Linked DNA regions of Mus musculus: regions 1 and 2 are each linked to region 3. A link is a contact called in public Hi-C and promoter capture Hi-C data. All regions are on one chromosome and are shown on one strand. The core of a region is the stretch at or near the end of the contact, and the rest is flanking DNA. Distances in the headings are between cores, read along the strand shown.

Region 1 (2,965 bases), core at 309-2,808, 120 kb before region 3:
ACTCCAAGTCAAGCTGTCTCTGTGATCCTGGGATCCCTCAATCCTGAGATCCTGGGTGTGTCCAAGCTCCTGGAAGTCAAGCTGCCTTTGGGACCTTGAGATCCTGGTGTGACCAAGGTCCTGGGATCCTGGGATCCTCTGATCCTGGGTGTGTTAGAGTGCCTGGGAGTGGAGCTGCCTCTGGTTGTTGTGGGGCTGGCTGCGGAGTTTGCTCCCAAGGTCTGCTTAGGGCGCTAGCCAGAACAGACCCGAAGGAATCCATGCCACTGGTCTGGCGGAGTTCCTGCATGCCTGGGCCCTGCTGGTCCAAGTTACTCCAGGTGGTGTTGAGACAGATATTGTGTTCTCCTCACCTCTGATCCTATTATCCTGGGTGTGTTGGAGCACCTGGGAGTAGAGCTTCCTCTGGGTGTTGTGGGGCTGGCTGGGTCCCGGTGTTGGGGACAGACGTTGTGTCCTCCTCACCTCTGATCCTCTGCCTCTCTTTTTTCTTTAAGTATTTTGTTTTTATTTATTTTTGCTGATGTTTCCATTTTCACTTTTTCTTTATTTTTGACAAATTAGTACATGTATATCATGAAACCTGACTATATCTAACTCCCATTTTCATCTTCTGGTTCCTCCATAGACTCTAGAATATGTCTTCCTTCCAACATAATGTCTCCTCCTCCTCCTCCTCCTCCTCCTCCTCCTCCTCCTCCTCCTCCTCCTCCTCCTCTTCTTCTTCTTCTTCTTCTTCTTCTTCTTCTTCTTCAACTTAGTATATTTAATTAGTGCTATATAAATGTGTGTAGGTGTGGGGCCATCTACCAAAGCATGGGAAATCTACTAGTGGCTTTGTCTTCAATAAAGAAGGGTCTCCAGAGCCAGGTGTGGTAGCACATCCTTTAATCACATCACTCAAGAGAGAAGCAGGCAGATCTCTAAGGGTTTGAGGCCAGCCTGGCCTGCATAGTGAGCTCTAGGACAGCCAAGGCTACATAGAGAGATCCTGTTTGAAAAAAACATACTAAGAAAAATCAAAGAGTTTCTCTCTTCTTCAGCAACTTTATCCACGGCCGGCACCTCTTCAGAAAGGGCCTCGGCCTAGAGATCACCTACCCCGTCAGTTGCCAGGGTTTTGGCTGATTTGATTTTATACAGGTCTTATGCAAGTAGCAACAGCTGCTGTGAGTTCATGATTGTGACAGCCAGGTCATGCCCGGAAAACAGCATTTCACAGACTCCTCCACGTACTCTGGCTCTTCTATTCTTTCTGCCCAACTTCTGTAGTGTGACTGGCCCTTGATAATAGTAAGGTTAATAAAGAGAGCCTGTTTGCGGGCTGAGCACTGTGACCAGTGATGCATCTCTCCATTGGCTCCTGCCCACTGCAAAACGAAGCTTCCCTCACCGTGGCTGAGTGCAGCCTGGGTCTGTGGACGTAAACTTAAATATTTAGAATGCAATTTGACAGCATGTCCATTTAGTAAAGGAACAGTACTAGGTTCTTTTTAAAGGATGCAGACTACTTCTCTCCACAGTCCTCTCTCCATTCTGCTGCCTTAGTTTGCAGCTGGTTCAGGAACAGTGCACACTGCCCTCTTCCACTGACGTGAGTTCTTCTGCTCCTATTCCTTTTGCAGAGAATTTTCTTTTGTTTCTTCTTGGTATTAGGGAGGGGAGCCTTCCTTCTCTTAAGCATCTTCCACTCTGAATTTAGAATTGCCATGATAAACTGTAAGACAATGTAGTCTTCCCCTTTCCTTCCTTCTTCCGTCCCCACCCCCCTCTCTGCCTCCTCCTCTAACTCCTCCCTCTCATTCCCCTCATACCATCTCCCTTTCTATTCCCCTTTCTCTTCCCCTTGTCTCTTCTCTTAACAAGAGTGGCCTGGAATTTGTGATCTTTCTGTCTCAGCCTTCAGAGAGCTAGGGTTATAGGCATGTGTTGCACCTAGCTTTCTTGTGAGATTTCTGTCTCCATAAACCCAAACTTTCTCAGATCAGTAACTGTGTCTTATACTTGTGTGAGGCCCAGTGCGGGTACCTGCCGAGGGCCTAAGGAACCCAGGGCTCCAGGAAGGAAACTGCACCTGGGTAAGAGCAGCTGCTCTCAGGTTCTAATGAGAACTTCCTGGCCACGTCAGCAGCTGCTTGCCATAGCAGTCAGGCTGTCTTCCCGTGTGTTAGAGCAGGGACACCAAGAGATTCTGTGGAGTAGTGATCTCAGCTGCAGAAAAAGTTAAACTGATGCCGTTTCAGACACTTCAGCTGACACACGGATGCAGAGTGGCCTCACTACCAATTAGTGGAGCTATTTTAGTGAAGGTTTGAATAAATCCTGACTTCTCTGACTAATTAGGTGAGGCTTTTGTTCACATAGACCCAGCCCTCAGTAAGTTGTATAGAAGGCACAGTTTACATGGATGCAGCAACTGACTTATGCACTTGCCACATGCTCCTGCATGTGAAGAGCAAGCTCCTGCAGGACGCATGCGCTGATGTGGGAAGCCTTAGCAGTGCTGCCACTGCAGTTGTGACTGTCACTGTCCCTAGAGACAGCAGCCTGCTCAGATGCATGCTCCAGTGCCTTTAGACTGGTTGTAGCAGAGACCTCAATATAAGGTGTGCGTTTCCACTCTGATTTTATATATACATACATATATATGTATATATTTATATGTGTATATACATAGATGCATATATGTGTATATAACATAACAAATATATACTAATATGTTATAATATTATATGTATATGTTATACATACACACACACATATACTTAAAAAGAAATAGTTGTATTAAAATTTGTTATGAGAGCCACTTTCTTCCCAAGTCAATTAAAACAGTGTAACACTTAATAGTTTTTGTTCTTACTTTTTCTTTTCTACGTGAAAGGCAGGGTCTTTCTATATAACCAGGCTGGTCTGAAACTTACTGTGTAACCAAGTATAGCCAATCATCTTTCCTCCTCTTTCTAAG
Region 2 (2,869 bases), core at 289-2,788, 88 kb before region 3:
AGGATGTCCTCTGCAAGGCTTCGGAAGTGGCTGCTTGGTTTTTTCACAAAGATTCATGGGGGAATTTATTTCATCTTCTGCCAACATAGAAATGATCAAAACTGTATTCACTTAGTGATTTCAAAATGGCCCGTGCGAGCCGGGCATGGTGGCTCACGCCTTTAATCCCAGCACTTGGGAGGCAGAGGCAGGCAGATTTCTAAGTTCGAGGCCAGCCTGGTCTACAGAGTGAGTTCCAGGACAGCCAGGGCTACACAGAGAAACCCTGTCTCGAAAATCAAAAAACAAACAAACAAACAAACAACAACAACAACAAAAACCCGGAAAACAAACAAAACAAACAAAACAAAACAAACAACAACAACAACAAAAACAAAACAAAATGGCCCGTGCATGAATCAAGGTTTTCCTGACTTAACCTCTGTTCCCAGCCAGCTACTATTGCCTCTGTCTTTGTCAGGTGGGGCTTTGATAGAGTGGGATGGGCAGATGGCCTAGGCTTCTAATGCTCCTTGTCTGTAAGGATACAAGGTGGAGGCGAGGCAGTTAGGCCCCACGTGACAAATGATGCTGGGGCTATCATGAGATGATAACCCCATGACAAATGATGCTGGGGCTATCATGAGATGATACCCATCTTGGCTTGCTTAAGAAGGAGCCAGGCCAAGACTTAGAACAAGGACAGAAAGGGGGCTGCTGTAACCATGAAGATGGCTTCAGACAGGTACAGCACACCCAGACCGCATGGCTCGCTTGCTCTCATGATGCCGCCTGCCAGCTGTCACCAGTGTGGCACTCTCTGCTCTGCACAGCCTCTTATGAATGAAGAATTTAGTAGCATCCATACATGCCACACTCAAACTGACTTTTCCATGGGAAGGGATTGAGAAGGAATGCAAATTCAACAAAGGGGAAGCCCACGAAGTAACAAGAGTCACATGAGCCCTTGTATTTTTCATTTAATCCTCATTGACAGACTTGTGTCTGATTTCGCCTGGACACCGCACTTCCACAGACAGTGAGTGCTTTGTACTTGGTGCTCAGTACTGAGGCTTAGTGCTGCTACACTGTTCTTCCACTGAATGCGCTTGGAACAGGGTTTCCAGTACTGATACATTGGAACTGAGTTTCCAGTACTGGTACATTATCGCTTCTCAGTAGACAGTGTTGCTCGACACTGCTACACTGTTCTTCTGATAGTGAGGCTCCAGGGGTGCTCAGCACTGAGTTATCAGTATTGCTGCCAGCTGCTCTCAGTCACGGACCCAGGGAATAGAGAAAGCACTTCATTCATACTTGGCCAGCTCATTTGTGCCTTCCCAGGCCCACCACATTGCTGTCTACACAGCATGGACTTGTTTGGGTAATTAAGTAAATAGGCATCTGAAAATCCCTCTTCCTGACTAGAGGAGGAAAGTTCACTGTCATATGAGCTGGGATTTCCTCCTGGCCAAAGGCAGCTTTGTACTAGAGCGCGTTCATTAACTGCAGTTGGCTTGTTTTGGCAGTAGGGACTAAGGAGAGGCAGACTCTGTGTATTTAACTCAGTGTTGATTTACTTGACATAGCCCAGTGCTGGGCACGGGGGCAGGTACTTCATGTTTGTCCAGTGGATGAGTGCACACATGAGACGCTCCTGCTTTCGTGTGCTGTGGTGGTTGGTCATTTTTAATCTCAACTCCACCCTTTCTCTTCAGCATCTCCGAGGTGTGTTTGATATATATTATGTTCAGCATAGTGGTTGGGACATGGCAGTGAAGTTAGGATGTGCTAGGAGAGCGGGTGAGGCCCACCGAGCAGCAGGTGGAGGAGCCAGGTCTGGCTGCCCGACCAATCACCGGACCAGTCGTACCTAGAGAGAGGCCAGGTGTCCTGTCTCAGCCCAGAAGAATCCTGCTGTCCAGCTGTACCACTGTTGCTGCCCTGTCCCCCTCAAAGATAGCTTATATGGATGGGTTGGGGGTGGGGCACTGTAATTCTTGGGACTGGTTGACATCCACACACAATGAGTGCCTTCTCTTATAGTCAAAAAGTGATGGGACCCTGTGATACTGGATGTGGCTAACAGACACACCTTCCCCAATCTCCTGGAAAAGAGGTACTTTATTGTACCTAGATAAATGCATATGTAATGTGTGTAATAAAGATATATTGTCAATATAGAAAACTTGGAAATCACAGCATACTCTTGATACTTATCCACAGGAGGTAGCCCTGAAGTAAGCAAGGTTAACTTTCTATCTATTTTATATTCTCCAGGCAAGTACACACACACACACACACACACACACACACACACACATCACACACTGCTGAGATTGTTTCTTTCACTTAACAGTTATTTTGTATCTTATGTTCCAAACTTAGTTGCCGACTAAAAAGTCTCCTTTTGACCTTGCCTCTGTAACCTGCTCAGGGCCATGAGCAGTCTGAAACAGGACAAATGCTAAATATCCCATGCCTTTCTTTAATGTCAAGGCTGGAAAGATACTAAGTTGCATCTAATTTAAATACAGGGTCATTAAGACGTGGTGAGAAGCAGACCCAGTGTCCAAGGGTTGGGTAGTAGTCAAGCCGTACCGCTAAGCCTTGTCCTCTCCTCCTCTCCTCTGCCCCGTCAGTGAGTTCAGCCCATGCACCAGAAATGCCTCATAGGCTGGGGTTTTCAGAGAAGAGGCCAAGTGAAGCTGGGTTCAGATTACCCTCATCTCAGGGAAGTAAGAATAACATCTGGATGTCTTGCCACAGCTGGCTCCTGGAGCTTCTGCTACTCTCACCACCTATGTGGATTTCTGGGTCAGCTCCCATCTGAGGCCTCTGGTGCTGTGTGCTCAGGCTCTGCGGCCCTACTTAGCATTCTAGTCTTGGC
Region 3 (2,700 bases), core at 180-2,679:
GATGGCAGTGCTGTGCAGAGAAAGAGCTGGACAAGGCAGGTTCTTGGGTCCCCTGGGCCTTCATGCCCTTGGCTACAATATGCACAGTTAGAGGGTCTTTTTTCCTTCAACTTAGAGGGTTTTGTTTGTTTGTTTGCTTGTTTGTTTTAGAGGAGATGTTTTGAATGTAGGAAGTTAATGGCAAAGGGTTGGTTTTAGGAGAGTGCTGTTTATCTGAGTGGCACCCTGTGTTAGCACCCAACTTTTTCTTCAGATGTACACAGGGCTATGAGCGTGCAGGCCGACCTTAGTCTGAAGTACTTGTCATCACCTGACAGCTCCTCTCAGTCAAAGCACCTGGGAGGGACATTCTTCTGTGCCCCCACAGCCAAGGCTTTCCTTCCCCACGGGCCATGCTCTGAGGCACTCTAGCAGTTTCCCAGGGTTAGGAAAGCAAAAGGCCTTATGCTTTCCCTTGACCTGAGACATACATGGGCACTTAGTCCCTTAAAATAAGAGAAAATTGAAGTAACCTAAATTGTCTTGGGTGCCAAGTGGCCCTCTATGATGAGACTTAAAAAAAAAAAAAGAATCTAAATCGAAATGCTTTCTCTCGGGCTGGTGCCTCCATCGTTGTGAAGAGCATGCACACAAAGCCCTGGGCAGAGAATGTATGTTTGATGTGGGTATGGGGATCAGCCTAGTAACTGTGAGGATGACCTATGTGTATGCATAGCTTTAAGGACTCAGCCTTCTGCTTGCTGTGCAGGGAGAAAGACTGGCCCTGAGCACTTAAGTTGCATCTCTTCGGGCAAAGAGAAGAGATGCTCCAGCCAGTTGTGCTTAGCTCCCGCCTCCCCTCAGTCCTCTCCAGCTGCCCTTCTGGGTGGCAGTGATTTGAGAATGTGCAAGTCCACAGAGCACCCCGTCCTAAGAAATTCAAATAAGATGTTCCCTCTGCAGTGGAACATACAGCTCTTATCAGAGCCCTACTCTGAAACTTGCCAAGGCCTGAGAAGGGCAGATGAGACAGATGGCCAAGCCAGCAGACTTTGCCAGTCTCAAGAGTAAGGTGTCTAATGGGAGCCCCGCACTAGGGCACTCTCTCCTCTGCCACGTATACACCCGGCTCCAGTGGAGGTTAGACATCTCTGTCACAGGTATTGATTTAAGGCCACCGCTCTGGCCACCACACCAAGCAGCCTGTTTCTTCCCTACATGTGGATTTTGAGATGGGTTTGGCAGTGTCGCTGCTCTGGAAGACTCGCCCTCTGCCTTCCTGCTGAAATTGGCTTATCCAACTTAATTAGATCAACCATTGGAGCTGTGGCCCCGGCTCATTCATTCCTCCAATTGCTGATGTGAAGATGGAGAGGGTTCTGTTAAGCACGTCAGTTTTCATGTGGCCAAACAGGTGTTCCGTAAGGGAGGCAATGCCCTCTGGAGAGTTCAGCAACAGATGTTAGGTCTTTTTGTGTGTGTGTGTGTGTGTGTTCCCTTTTCCTGTTTGGCTTCAGCATGAGGCAAATATTGTGAAATGCATGAGCCTTTCTGTAAAGCTAAAAGCTGGAAGCAGAAAACGTGCAAAAAGGCACAGGGCTTAAAACCCTGAGGGTTTGCACCTGCTAGACAAGAGCGATGGGCTTACCCTGCAGACCCTTGTCTAACTGAAAATCCAGGCTACTCCTGCAGAGGAGAGAATTTTCCTGGAGAAGATCTATGCTGTTACCTGGTTGGTCCTTAACACCCCCTTCCTCCTTAAGGAAGTGTTTAATATTCAGTTCATCCCACTGAACGCTGACCTGGGCTACTGGAAAGTCCCATCCAGCTACGATCCATAAAGCACTTGTGTGCAGGCTGCTCACTCCCAGCCATTCCCCAGGGAAGTCTGACGAGGACACCATGTCTGAATGAGCAGTTGAGTCAGGTGCTCCTCTGGCTCGGTCCTGCTTTTTTGAACAGCTTCCAGGTCAGAGTTGGAGTTCTTTTAATGGGTACAGCTGAGACAAACAAACAAACAAAACAACAATTCCCAATGTTATCCCTGAGCACATGTCAGCTAGTGGCCTTGGGAACATTTTCTTGCTTTTTTAGTTGTACTAAGTATTCATTCATTTATTCCATTTTTATCTAGTTTGCTGGCTGCAGATAATCCAAACCTACAGAAGGCTAGGCTCCCTTGGGTAGATAGTTAGGATGATTATCTCCAAACAGATGGTGATTATTTTAGATTTATTTATTTTGAGAGTGAGTCTCACTGTGTACCTGGCTGGCCTGAATTCGGTGTAGACTAGGCTAGCCATGCTGGATCAAAGGTGTGTGCCACCATGTCAAGCTAGTTTTTTTGGCTTTGTTTTGAAGAGCTTATAGAGTCAAATGTTGTAGGTTAGGACTTTTCCACCAAGTTTTAAAAAGCAGTTAGGACTGACTGGGACAGAGCATCAGCTCAGAATCAGAGAAGCAACTGGCTCCATCTTCTACTGAGGCTTGCCCTGGAAACTGCTCACCAGTACAGTGGCCTGAGCCAGAGCCAGATCTCCTTTCCCTACCTGGGACCAGGATTTGCTGTTTGGCCTGAAGCCTCTATGAGTCTTAGTGTGTGTATGTGCAGGCATGCTTGTGTGCTTGTGTGTATGTGTGTGCAGGCATGCTTGTATGACTCTGTGTGTGTGTGCCTGTGTGTGTTTGGAATGCGTAATGAATGTCTGCTGGCTGCTCTTG

Evidence for each region. A called contact is a pair of places that touch in the nucleus more often than the background predicts. Capture Hi-C pulls out chosen DNA fragments and counts their contacts.
Region 1: a contact with region 3 is called in a Hi-C map of muscle stem cells, with 1.9 times the contacts expected there. The contact joins two enhancer-like sites. A contact is called at or near these places in 3 of 484 Hi-C or Micro-C datasets (centroblasts, muscle stem cells and nephron progenitors), 2 of 115 datasets of contacts at active chromatin or transcription factors (bone marrow-derived macrophages and large pre-B cells) and 3 of 9 other capture datasets (adipose tissue, liver and pancreatic islet).
Region 2: a promoter capture Hi-C map of pancreatic islet shows a contact between it and region 3. The contact joins two enhancer-like sites. A contact is called at or near these places in 4 of 484 Hi-C or Micro-C datasets (bone marrow-derived macrophages, centrocytes, hematopoietic stem and progenitor cells and 1 more), 3 of 115 datasets of contacts at active chromatin or transcription factors (bone marrow-derived macrophages, embryonic stem cells and large pre-B cells) and 3 of 9 other capture datasets (adipose tissue, liver and pancreatic islet).

What each region holds. Positions count from the first base shown.
Region 1 is chr14:30,291,109-30,294,073 of GRCm38.p6, reverse strand. The region is part of intron 3 of Cacna1d (calcium channel, voltage-dependent, L type, alpha 1D subunit); the gene reads left to right. Among named protein-coding and RNA genes, the nearest start is that of Cacna1d, 61 kb to the left of the region's middle. Within about 2 kb of position 1,558, at least 58 of the 459 cell types and tissues checked have an H3K27ac peak or open chromatin away from gene starts, as enhancers often do. A contact at or near this core is called in muscle stem cells and pancreatic islet, where this site is marked.
Region 2 is chr14:30,260,385-30,263,253 of GRCm38.p6, reverse strand. The region is part of intron 3 of Cacna1d (calcium channel, voltage-dependent, L type, alpha 1D subunit); the gene reads left to right. Among named protein-coding and RNA genes, the nearest start is that of Gm52107, 38 kb to the right of the region's middle. Within about 2 kb of position 1,538, at least 12 of the 459 cell types and tissues checked have an H3K27ac peak or open chromatin away from gene starts, as enhancers often do. A contact at or near this core is called in pancreatic islet, where this site is marked.
Region 3 is chr14:30,172,175-30,174,874 of GRCm38.p6, reverse strand. The region is part of intron 7 of Cacna1d (calcium channel, voltage-dependent, L type, alpha 1D subunit); the gene reads left to right. Among named protein-coding and RNA genes, the nearest start is that of Gm52107, 51 kb to the left of the region's middle. Within about 2 kb of position 1,429, at least 12 of the 459 cell types and tissues checked have an H3K27ac peak or open chromatin away from gene starts, as enhancers often do. A contact at or near this core is called in muscle stem cells and pancreatic islet, where this site is marked.